Linked DNA regions of Mus musculus: region 2 is linked to region 1. The links are chromatin contacts, called in public HiChIP or PLAC-seq maps. All regions are on one chromosome and are shown on one strand. The core of a region is the stretch at or near the end of the contact, and the rest is flanking DNA. Distances in the headings are between cores, read along the strand shown. Region 1 has its middle 16 kb from the start of Gm31547. Region 2 holds the start of Dnah6 (dynein, axonemal, heavy chain 6).

The links. HiChIP or PLAC-seq counts read pairs in DNA pulled down with a chosen protein or histone mark.
Region 2: a contact with region 1 is called in an H3K4me3 HiChIP or PLAC-seq map of bone marrow-derived macrophages, with 5 times the contacts expected there. The contact joins the promoter of Dnah6 here to the enhancer-like site in region 1. A contact is called at or near these places in 1 of 39 promoter capture datasets (stem cell-derived epiblast-like cells), 9 of 115 datasets of contacts at active chromatin or transcription factors (bone marrow-derived macrophages, embryonic stem cells, epiblast stem cells and 4 more) and 3 of 9 other capture datasets (adipose tissue, embryonic stem cells and liver).

Annotation. Positions count from the first base shown.
Region 1 is chr6:72,988,325-72,993,883 of GRCm38.p6, forward strand. No RefSeq gene overlaps it. Among named protein-coding and RNA genes, the nearest start is that of Gm31547, 16 kb to the right of the region's middle. Within about 2 kb of position 2,102, at least 98 of the 459 cell types and tissues checked have an H3K27ac peak or open chromatin away from gene starts, as enhancers often do. A contact at or near this core is called in adipose tissue, bone marrow-derived macrophages, liver and 2 more, where this site is marked.
Region 2 is chr6:73,219,456-73,225,014 of GRCm38.p6, forward strand. Dnah6 (dynein, axonemal, heavy chain 6) reads right to left here and starts at 2,176. Exons shown (of 77, transcript NM_001164669.1): 1 at 2,104-2,176. Gm40377 (a long non-coding RNA gene) reads left to right here and starts at 3,342. Exons shown (of 3, transcript XR_869180.3): 1 at 3,342-3,647; 2 at 4,698-4,775.

The sequences.
Region 1 (5,559 bases), core at 852-3,351:
TGATTCTCAAACTGTGGATCTGTAAGCATGGCCTTCAAAAGGTGGGTGACACACCAGCTTTTGGTGTGCCCTGTATCCCTTTAAAGATAATGCTAGTTGGTAGTAAGAGGAAGGAAGTGTGTGTGTGTGTGTGTGTGTGTGTGTGTGTGTGAGTGTGTGTGGTCTGAGTTTGGGGCCAGCCTGGTCTACACAGTGAATTCTAGGCTAGCCAGGGCTATTTAGAGAAACCCTGTCTCAAAAGGAAAAAAGGGGGTGGGGAAGCAACTCAACAAAAGGTATCATGAAAAAAAGGTGTGTTTGTGTGTGCACACGCATCCTCTATGGGCCAACTTGAAAGAGCAGAGTGGTTTTCTTGTCATCTCATTTCTGGGAGGCAGTGAGCGGTTTGCTTTGTAGAGATGGTGCTTTTCTTGGGGTCATGTCCTGGCACACTTGGAGAGAGGTCTCCTCTTGGGTGGGAATTATGGGACACAAGAAGATTCCACAGAGGCCATAGCAAGAAGGAGAACATATGAGTGACCCTCCGCGGCCAGAGCAGCTTTTGACTCACAGCCTGGCATTAGGGCTGAGCCACCAGGCTAGGGCTATGTATGGTCCATGGGACCAGGCCCCATCAGAACATCATTCATGGAACAGACACAAGGGATCCACTACTCTAGAAAGGACTTCAGACAAGGAAGAAGGAAAAAGAGAAGTTGAGAAGAGGTCTCTTTATCCCCCACTGGCCCAGCCATAACTCTCTGTATCTGCTGCAAGATGCTAGGGCCTTGTTCCAAAAGCTGGTGGGATCTCAGAGGCCAGGTGGTGGCCACAGGCATCCAGCCAGCTCAGCGCACTGCATACCTCACAGGATTCCAGCCTGGCGAGCAGCTGCAGCGCTGACAAACAGGCAATAGAGCTAATCCTCAGGCTTTTCAAAGAGCCCAATGATGTCACTTCCTCATTCCCGGAGGCGTGCTTTAAGACCCTCTAGGATGCAGGATGCCGGACCCACCTGCTCCTGCTCTCCTCATTGGTTGCATTCATCCAGCATAACTTTCAGCTCTCTCCCTCCCCTGTCTCCTCTCCCTTCCTTTTTCTTCTCTATTCTTCTCCCCCTCTCTTTTCTCTTCTGTCTACACTCCTTTCCTCTCTTCTTTCTTTCCTATCTCTTCCTCCTCCTCCCCACCCCATTACCATCTGCACACAGGAGTCAATATTTCCTTAGGCCATAATGCTATTGTGCAATTTTGAGGTCAAAAGGCACACACACTTTAAATGGCGCTAAGTACCTTACAGAAGAGTTTGATGTTCCTATTGGTTGCTGACAAGCTTTCATTTTCACCAGTTTGAGAGGTGGTTTTAATTTGCTTTTAAGTTTTCATGGTTGGACAAGGAGGCACATGGTGGTGATCCTAGCTCTTGTGAGTTTGGGGGAAGATCATGAGTGTGAGGCTAGCCTGGGCTACACGGTCTTTTGGGCAGGTCTTGTGCTGGTGGCCATGTCTGTTGTGTGTCTGTGATTGCCACGGCCATGCCCTTTCTAGGGGACAGCTTTTCGGGACGCTCCCCTCCATCCTCCAGCTCTTACGATCTCCCCACCCCATCTGCCTCCGTGGGCCCTGGGTGTTGGAGATGGGTGCAGAGACGCACTGTTGAGGGCTTGCACTCTGCAGTCATTTGTTCTCAGCACTTTGACAGGAGCTGAGTCTCTGCATTAGCAGTTGCCCTTTGCACAAAGGAGCTTCTCCAAGCCAGGCTGGGGGCAGAACTTTGCCAGCTGAGAAATGTAAATGCTTTGGAGGGAAGTCATGCTTGGAGTACGGGGAAACTGAAGGACCTCTGGGATGCTTGTGCAACTAGAGACTTATGTGTTTTCACATCTTAATCACTGGCTGCTGCAGTGTGGTGGCCGGAGGGTGTGATCTGCAGATCTTTCTAGATGCTAGTTCCGGGAAGCTTCTACTTAGTTCTCTCTCCCAGAGTTCAGTCAACCATGGAATGGTTGGGTGGGTGTAGGTGTAGCTTCTGTAAAGTCATCATTTCTCCTCTGCCTCTGCCAGAGCCTCACCAGGTCCCCCAAGTCTCCCTTAATTCATCTCACACTTCCACTTTCGACTTTCGCTTTCTCTGACTTCCTTTCCATGCTGTAGTCTAGTGAGCTGAATAAGCATGCATTTGGCTGTGCAAACCTCTGCAGGGCTCTGCAGGACCCCTGCCTCCTTACTACTGCAGCTCTGGAGACCTCCCCTCTGGTTCAGTGTCTCTGTCTCTCTCTGTCTCGGTGTCTCTGTCTCTCTCTCTTTCTCTCTCTCTCTTACCCTTATGGCCTTGATTCAAGTCTGTGACCACACTCCTTCTCTCAGACCTCCTGGCCTTCGCTAAGCTGCTCTGAAATAAACTCTTCTGAAGTTTAGTTTAATTTGGACGATTCCAGTGGAAAACTCAGGAAAGATGGACTTGGCACACTCATTATTTGTCTCTTGTTAGCCTCTGGATCCTGGTTGCTTGCTTGCGCTCTAAAATGACCAGGAAAGGTTTAATTTAGTATAGTTTATTATTAACTAATTAAATGTGTGTGTTTGTGTGTATGTGTGTGTGTGTGTTCTAATGTCTGAGTAGAGGCACACATGTGCCGTGGAGCATGTGTGGAGGTTGGAGGACAACCTTCCGTGCTGGTCCTTACCTTCCATCTTGTTTGAGGTATGGTCCTGTGTTTCCTGCTGTGTACACAGGCTGGCTGATCCAACGGCTTCCTGGCAGCCTTCTGTCTCTGCTTCTCATCTGGTTGTAGGAGAACTGGGGATTATAGATGCATGCTACTGTGTCCAGCTCTATGTGGGTCCTGGGGACTTGAACTCAGATCCTTACCCTTCCACCTCCCTATAACTCCAGCTGCAGAGGAACCTGTTCTGGTGCTTTCGCACTCAAGCATTCCTTCATCTTGGGTCCACCTTTCCCCTAGGACAACGGTTCTCAACCTTCCTAATGCTGCGGCCCTTGAATACCCAGTTCCTCATGTCACGGTGAAATCCACCCATAAAATTATAATCATTGGTACTTCCTAACTGTAACTTTCCTACTGTTATGAATTATAATGTAAATGTCTGTGTTTTTCGATGGTCTTAGGGGGCCCCTGTGAGTGCCAACCCCTTGCTACTCTAGGGACAAATAGCAAGGGGTTGGCACTCTTGTCCTGCTAACCCAAGGACATAATAAGTCTTTTTTTTAAAGCATTGATTGTATGCGGGATGGGATGGGGTGAGTGGAGAGAGGTGTATGCTTGCCACTTAGAATCTGTGGAGGCCAGAGAACAACTTGTAGGAGTTGGGGGGTGTCTCTCTTTCCACTCTGTGGATTCCTAGGATTAAACTTAGGTTGTCAGGCTTGGCAGTAAGTCCCTTACGCCCACTAGTGAGATGGCTATCTTACCAGGTCTGAGAATGGACTTTGTTTATCAGTTTTGATTTTTGAGACAGTGTCTCACACCAGGCTGGCCTGGATCTAACTCCCCATATAGTCCAGGCTATCTTGGATCTAACTCCCCAAACAGTCCAGGCTGGCCTGGATCTAACTCACTATGTATTCCAGGCTGGCCTGGATCTAACTCCCCAAACAGTCCAGGTAGTCCAGGCTGGCCTGGATCTAACTCCCCAAACAGTCCAGGCTGGCCTGGATCTAACTCCCCATGTAGTCCAGAAAGATCTCCAAACCACTGTCTTCTTCCATCGGCCTCTAGAGTGCACTTCCATGCGTGGCTTATGAAAATAATTTTGACTTTACAGTTTCCCTGATCAGGCTTGGGGAATACCGGCAGGTTCCAGGGCCATCCTCTGAGAATGATTACTGTGTTCTGTGTACCTACCTTGTCTTAGGGCAGCAGGTGGGTTTGAAAACTGGGCTACATGCTTTATTTGCATGTTGTGGAGGAGGATCATGGGTAGGTCTATAGTGGGGAGGGTGTTTAGACCCCAGAATAAAAGTTCTGGAGTCTGGTTTCCAATTCAGTGCAGCAATAAGGATCCAATTCTGCAGGCCCATATGCTTGTAAGCTTGCTTGGCTTAAGCATTAGAGAGGTCTGAGCCTTACCTGGCTTCAGGTATTACAGGATTTTTTTTTTCCTGAACATTTGTTAGCTTGCATCTATCTGTTCTTTAACAATATTCAAACAGGGGCTGGGGATGTAGCTCAGTTGGTAGAGCATTGGCTTAGAGCCTGCATGAAGCCTTGGGTTCTATCCCCAGCAAGGCATAAAATGGGAGTGCCTGGCAGTACATGCTGGTAATCTCAGCACGTTAGGGATACAGAAAGGAGAGTCAGCTTCCGGATCACCCTCCGCTGAATGTTTGAGGCTAGTCTAGGATGCAGAGATCAAGCCACGAACAACAAACAATCCCAACAGCACTACGAGGACAGACCCCTTGACTGATCCTTGCTTTTCTCGTCTGCTAGCTTTTCTCTTGATCTTCCTTCTTTTGGAAAGTTCTTCCCCATCTATCCACAAGCATGCCCCTTTACTTCTGTCTAGTCTTCTTGACTCACATGTTTCATGATGTGCCCTTTGCTGATCAAATTCATCCTTCTTGTCTATTTCCTTGCTTGTTTTCTCTGTAGCACTTAATCCGATCTGCTAAAAATGATGCTTGCTGCCTTCCCGTCCCAGCTACGTGATCTTGAATGGGTTCTTGTCCATTGCATTTGCATCTGTATTCTCAGTGTCTGGAAGTAATAGGTGCTCAGTGAACGTGGATGGAATGAAAAGGGGAACTCATGGCTAGTTTGTTGTGATATCACTGTGGCTGGGTGTCATTTTGGGAAAACACAGGTGCTATAGGTCCTGGGATGCAAGGAGCCAAAGGCTCCAGGTACCCCTGTGGAACCTTGCTTTTTGTTTTGTGCACTATACAGGTGTCTTACAAATCTAAGACTTGAGGGTGTGGCTTCCTGTGTCTCAGTCAGCCATAGGCAAGTCTTTCTCTTTTGAGGACTGTTGCCACGCGGTTTAGAAGGGATATGTTTTCAGTTTTGTTCTCTTTTAACTACTGAGGTTCACAGCTTTTGTTCCTAGCATGTGGGGACGGGAGTCATGCTGAAGTGGGCTAGTGGATTGTGTTTGTGGAGACAGACTGTCCTGCGGCTGAGGATCTGGGTCTGAGGGCAGCAGAGGCAGACACACCTGTTCAGTCAGTGCTCTGGGCTGGGGCTTTGGCACCCGGCAGAGGCAAGATAAGAACTGCAGATTAGAGGCCCAGAGGCTGTCTTCCTGCCTGTGTGGCTGAGGCCGTGCCTGGTAGAGCAGTATCTATAGCCCTCAGGACGGTGGCTGTGCTTCAGGAGTGAGGCAGGTGTTCTGTTTGTCAGAACAGAACTGCGTAAGTTGAAGGAGCCTGTACGGTAAGGTTCCTTTCTTTTCTCTATTTCCTTTCTCCTCCTCTTCATCCCTGACTTCCTTCCCCAATCTCATGGATCACAGGTTGGCTTCAGACTCACCGAGTATTAGAGAATGACTGAGAACTTTGGCTCTCTGGTCTCAGCCTCTCCTGCACTGCGTTACAGTGGTGTGCCACCCAACCCTGTGT
Region 2 (5,559 bases), core at 926-3,425, 230 kb after region 1:
GGGAGCCGCGCCCACATTCGCCGTTACAAGATGGCGCTGACAGCTGTGTTCTAAGTGGTAAACAAATAATCTGCGCATGTGCCAAGGGTATCTTATGACTACTTGTGCTCTGCCTTCCCCGTGACGTCAACTCGGCCGATGGGCTGCAGCCAATCAGGGAGTGACACGTCCGAGGCGAAGGAGAATTCTCCTTAAAGAGGGACGGGGTTTCGTTTTCTCTCTCTCTTGCTTCTTGCTCTCTTGCTTCTTACACGCTTGCTCCTGAAGATGTAAGAAATAAAGCTTTGCCGCAGAAGATTCTGGTCTGTGGTGTTCTTCCTGGCCGGTCGTGAGAACGCGTCTAATAACAGGTCAGGTTGGACAAGACAACTGAGGGGAGACGGAGGGAGCGGAGGGAGCATTAAGGACCAGGGAGAACTGAATTCACATGATTCCCCCCCCCCCCACAAAGAAAACCAGTCAGAGTTCTTCCCCACAGAGTGCTGGGACTAGAGGGATAACAGCTGAGATGTTTGCCTGGCTTGAAGAAGCCCTGGTCTGGGCCTGCACCTGCTTGGATTTGGAAGGATAAAGAGAAGGATGTTGAGCACTACATTTGTCAGATCCAGTACACATAACGTTTCCCCAGGAATTTGGTTTTATAGATGCAGGTAAGAGGTCTGGGGAGATGGCTCCATCTGTAAACTGTTTGTTAGACGAGTGTCTTGGTGTTTCTATGGCTGTGATAAAACACTGACCACATGCAACTTGGGGAGGAAAGGGTTTGCCTCATGTTACAGCTTGTAGTCCATCTTGAAGGGAAGTCAGGGCAGGGACCGAAGGCAGAAATTGAAGCAAAGGCCATTGAGGAACACTGCTTCGTGGCTTGCTCTTCATGGCTTGCTCAGCTTGCTTTCTTATACAACCCATGATCACCTACTCAAAGGTGGCACAGCCTGTGGTAGACTGCACCTTCCCACGTCAATCATCAACCAAGAAAATGTTGGACGGACAAGTGTTTAGGCCAATTTCACAAAGGTGTTTTCTCAGTTGGGAGTCCTTCCCAAATAACTCTAGCTTGTGTCAAGTACACACACACACACACACACACACACACACACACACACACATACACAGCAAACAGACACCAAGCATAAGGACCTGAGTTCGGATCCCTAGCACCCATGTAAAAAGCAAGGCATGGAAGTGTTGCATGTAACCAAAGCACAGGGGAGTAGAGGCACACAGGTGAATCCTAGCCAGCCATGGATTGGTGGCTTTTTTTCTTTTCAACCCCCTTTCCCTACTTTGGGTCCATGGTTTGGGATGGGAAGGCCTTCCAGGCCACAAGTGGCTTTGGTTGAGCTGCTTGGGGGAGTGTTTCTGTGGGGGCATTTATGGTGGTGGCTGTAGGCTGGGGCAGGAAGGAGGGGCTGGCAGCTGCTCAGGGACTTCAAGCCAAGCTATCCAAACTTCAGATTCGGTGAGAGATCTCTGTTTTTTCAAAACAGGGTGGAGAAGCAATTGAAGAAGACAGTCCAGTATCAATCTCTAGCCTCCCATATTCATATGCAAAGGTGCACACACAGGTGTATACACACACACACACACACACACACACACACACAGAGAGAGAGAGAGAGAGAGAGAGAGAGAGAGAGAGAAAGAGAGAGAGAGAGAACAAACGAATGAACAAACAAAACATCTTGAATCAGGTGTGGACATGCCTACATTTTAATCTGGCTCAGTGCCAATAGAAATCAAAAGTCTTTTATGCAATTTTAACGTCTCAAGTAAGCCTATGAGAAACGAAAGGTCTTGACTTTAATGATGTGCTCTACTTAATATTTAAACTATCATTTCAACGCATAACGGTGCTGTGTGAGGCAGGGCTATGTCTTATCTTTCCGGGTAAATTTATACCTGGCGTCTAATGAACAGGACAGGTCTAGATTTGAACAGTCAGTATGTAGTCTTGGGCAAGCCTAGCATCTCTAGTCCTCGCTTTCCTGTCCCCCGGGATAGGAAGCTATCACTGAATCCATCTTTTCTGAGACTTTCTATCCCTGGGGAGGGGTTGCTGAGTGTCTGACTCTGCCCAAAGTTCAGTTCCAATGGACTCACCAAGCGGTTCAACAGCAGCGTTCCCGAAGGGTCTCCAGAGGCCCAGCAATACCTGGTCTGGGAACAGAAGTCTAGTCCCAGGAGAAAATGTTTCCCGTTGCTTAGCAACCACTGGGCCACCAAGGACGCTTACTGCACTAAGGAGGAGCCGGTCAGTCGCTGCCAGCCAGTCTCGAGGAGCTGCTCTCGCTCTCCTGGAGCGCGCCAAGTAATTGAGCCAATCGGTGTTCCCAGAGTATTTGACGTCATTAGTTGTCAGGGAGCAGGCCCCACCCGGAGGATTCCTGCTTTAGAATGGAAATCTCAGGCAGCTTGGGCAAGCAGGCATAGGAGGTCCCGTCTTTTTATGTGTTCCTTCGTTTCTGGACGATCCATGATCTGCAATCCAACCTTCTGTAGGTATCTGTTGTTTCTCAAGAGGCTTGAGTATGACTTGACGTTCGCCCACATCTTAAAATGCTGAGGTGAAAGATTCAAGAGCCTCAGGCGAAGGTTGGGCGAACTATGGAAGCCCTTTCACCTACCTTGGGGAACTGCTTCCCGGGTTGGCAGAGGCTGCTTTTCAACCTACAAAATGTCGTGATCACTGCTGGAACTACGTTCTTTTTCTCCTCCGCTTTCTAACCGTGCCTTGGATAGCCACCCGCTAACAGAAGCCGAGAAAACAGAGTGCGCCTTTGAGCCCGCCTATCGTCAAGTAGATTATACAGAGCTGGAGTATAGATTACAGACCACTCAATCTACCCCACCTCTCCTCACACGCGCCCTGAGTATTGGGCTGACATTTTGTCTCTTGTCATGTGAAGTTTTCAGGGAACACATTACAGTTTTCACAAAACATTTTATTTTGTGCGCGCATGAGTGCTTGTGTGTGTGTGTGTGTGTGTGTGTGTGTGTGTGTGTGTGTGTGTAGGTTCTACAGTGTGTATGTGGAAGCCAGAGGAGAATTTAGTTCGGATCCGTTCTTCCATTATGTGGCTGCCGGGGATGAAAGTCAGGTCATTGCGCCTGGCAGCAGGTGCCTTTGACTGCTGACCGATCTCACTGGCCCTGGGGAGTGTTTAAACACTATATATATATATATATATATATATATATACATATATATATATATATATACATACATACATACATACATACATACACATACATACATACATATATATATATATATATATATATATATATATATATTTGGCAACTTGGCTTTTTAGAAGCTCATAAATTTAACATGACACATTTTATGAGTGCACACTAATTTAGCAGCAAAGGTCTTATTTAATGACGAAGGTCGGATGTTAGGAGAAAGATAAACAGGAAAGACCCATCAGGCATGCTAAGTAAGGCATCCAAGCAGCAGGATGGATAGCATTGAAAGGGCAGCCCTGGATCCTTGGGAAGCCGCACAGCCTCAGGCTCTCAGCCTCTCTCCCCACTTTTTGACTTCCTGCGCATGTCCTTATATGGGGTGCTGTCCCTTCCCAGGCCTTCAGTTCTCCACTTTAGGCTGCACGCTGTGTGCTGGAGAGGGCTTCTTCGGGCAGGTAGGATTTTGTACTCAAACTTCCACAAGACCACCATCAGAGGTGGGGGAGGGCGAAGCGCAGGGGGAGAAGGAGGGAGGGAGGGAGGGAGGGAGGGAGGGAGGGAGAGAGAGAGAGAGAGAGAGAGAGAGAGAGAGAGAGAGAGAAGCCCAAGCCTCAGTAGGCTGAGGTGTCACATTCCACTCTCAGCACTCACAGGAATTTCAACTTTGCCCCATTTGGCAGCGTCCCCGGACATCATTGGCCTCCAGGCTCTTGGCTTGGATTTTCTGGGACTCCCTGGCCTACTGTTTATTCCCAGTTTGTTCAAAGCAGCTTGCCACCATGTGTAATGTGCTGGCATTTTTTTTTTAAAGGAGGGTAGGGATAGCTTAATTTGTTGTTGAGTTTCTATTTCTAGAATTTTAAAATACTGGTTTTCCTTCACTTTAAATGATATTTATTTCTTGTCTTTGCAGGTAATATGCTAATGCAGAAGTTAGGGGCAGTGTTGATTATATTCCATTAGCCTGAGATACTTGTGACCCTGTCTCAAACTAAATCAATAAGATAAAATATACTTTCAAATTAAATCAACAAGATAAAATATACTCTAAGACTTGGAACCCTGGTGGTGATGGCGCATGCCTTTAAATCCAGAACTTGGGAGGCAGAGGCAGAGGCCAACCTGGTCTTTAGAGCAAGTTTTAGGACAGCCAGGGCTACACAGAGAAATCCTGCCTCAACAAAACAAAACAAAACAAAACAAAACAAAACAAAACAAAATAAAACAAAACAAATAGTAGCAAATAAAACAAAAAAACAAACAAAAAGACGTAGAATGTAGGAAATAATGTAAAATACTTCACTAATTTTTGTATCGACTACATGAACTAACAATATTTTAAGTGAATTGGGTTAAATAAAAATATAATTAAAATAAAAAACATGTGTTAACACCAATGGATTTTCTTTCTTTTAAAGATACTTAGTGAACATTTTGTTTATTTATTCGTCTGCTTGTTTGTTATTTCCTGCGGCTGTGTGTGTTGCCATGGCACACGTGTGGAGGTCAATGGACAGCATCGGAGAGCTGGTTTTCTCCTTTCTCTGTGGGTCCTGGCGTCAAACTTCAGGTTTCCAGGCTCGGTAGGTAACAAACACCTTTACTCTCTGAGATGAGTTGCCAGCCACACTGATGATCCTAAAAATTGTGTTGTCCATTCATGTTATTTGAGTGCGAGGAAAGGCAGGATATATTGATATTATTTTGAAGAAAATTAAGTATTCTTTTTAATTTTTTATTTTCTTTTACGTGAATGAGAGTTTTGCTTTCATGCATGTCTGTGCCCCTCATGCCTGCCTGGTGCCCTTGAAGAGCAGAAGAGGATGTCAGATCCTCTGGAATTGGAGTTACAGATGGTGATGAGCTGCCTTGTGGATGCTGGGAATCGAACCTGGATCCCCTGGAAGAGCAACCAGTGCTCTTAACTATAGAGCCATCTCTCTAGCACCTGTATTCATATGAAGAGACACCACGACCAAGACAACTCCTATAAAGGCAAACATTTAATTGGGACTGGCTTACAGTTTCAGAGGTTTAGTCCATTATCAATTATGCATGGTAGCATGCAGGCAGATATGGTGCTGGAGAAGGAGCTGAGAGTTAGTTCTGCATCTTGATCCGAAGGCTGCCAGGAGAAGACTGTCTTTCAGGCAGCTAGACACTTCCCCAGTGTCTTCACTGGCTGCAATATCTTTCTCTTCAAATCCTATTTCGTTGGCTCCTAAGAAACCTGGCAAGTACATCTGGCTGTGTCTTCTTGACCATGGTAGAGGCAGAAGAAGAAACATCTATGCGCTGATGACCCGGGAGCATGGCGTATGGCAGCTGGGGTCCTGACAGGAGCTGCTGTGATCTGTAAACATTTTC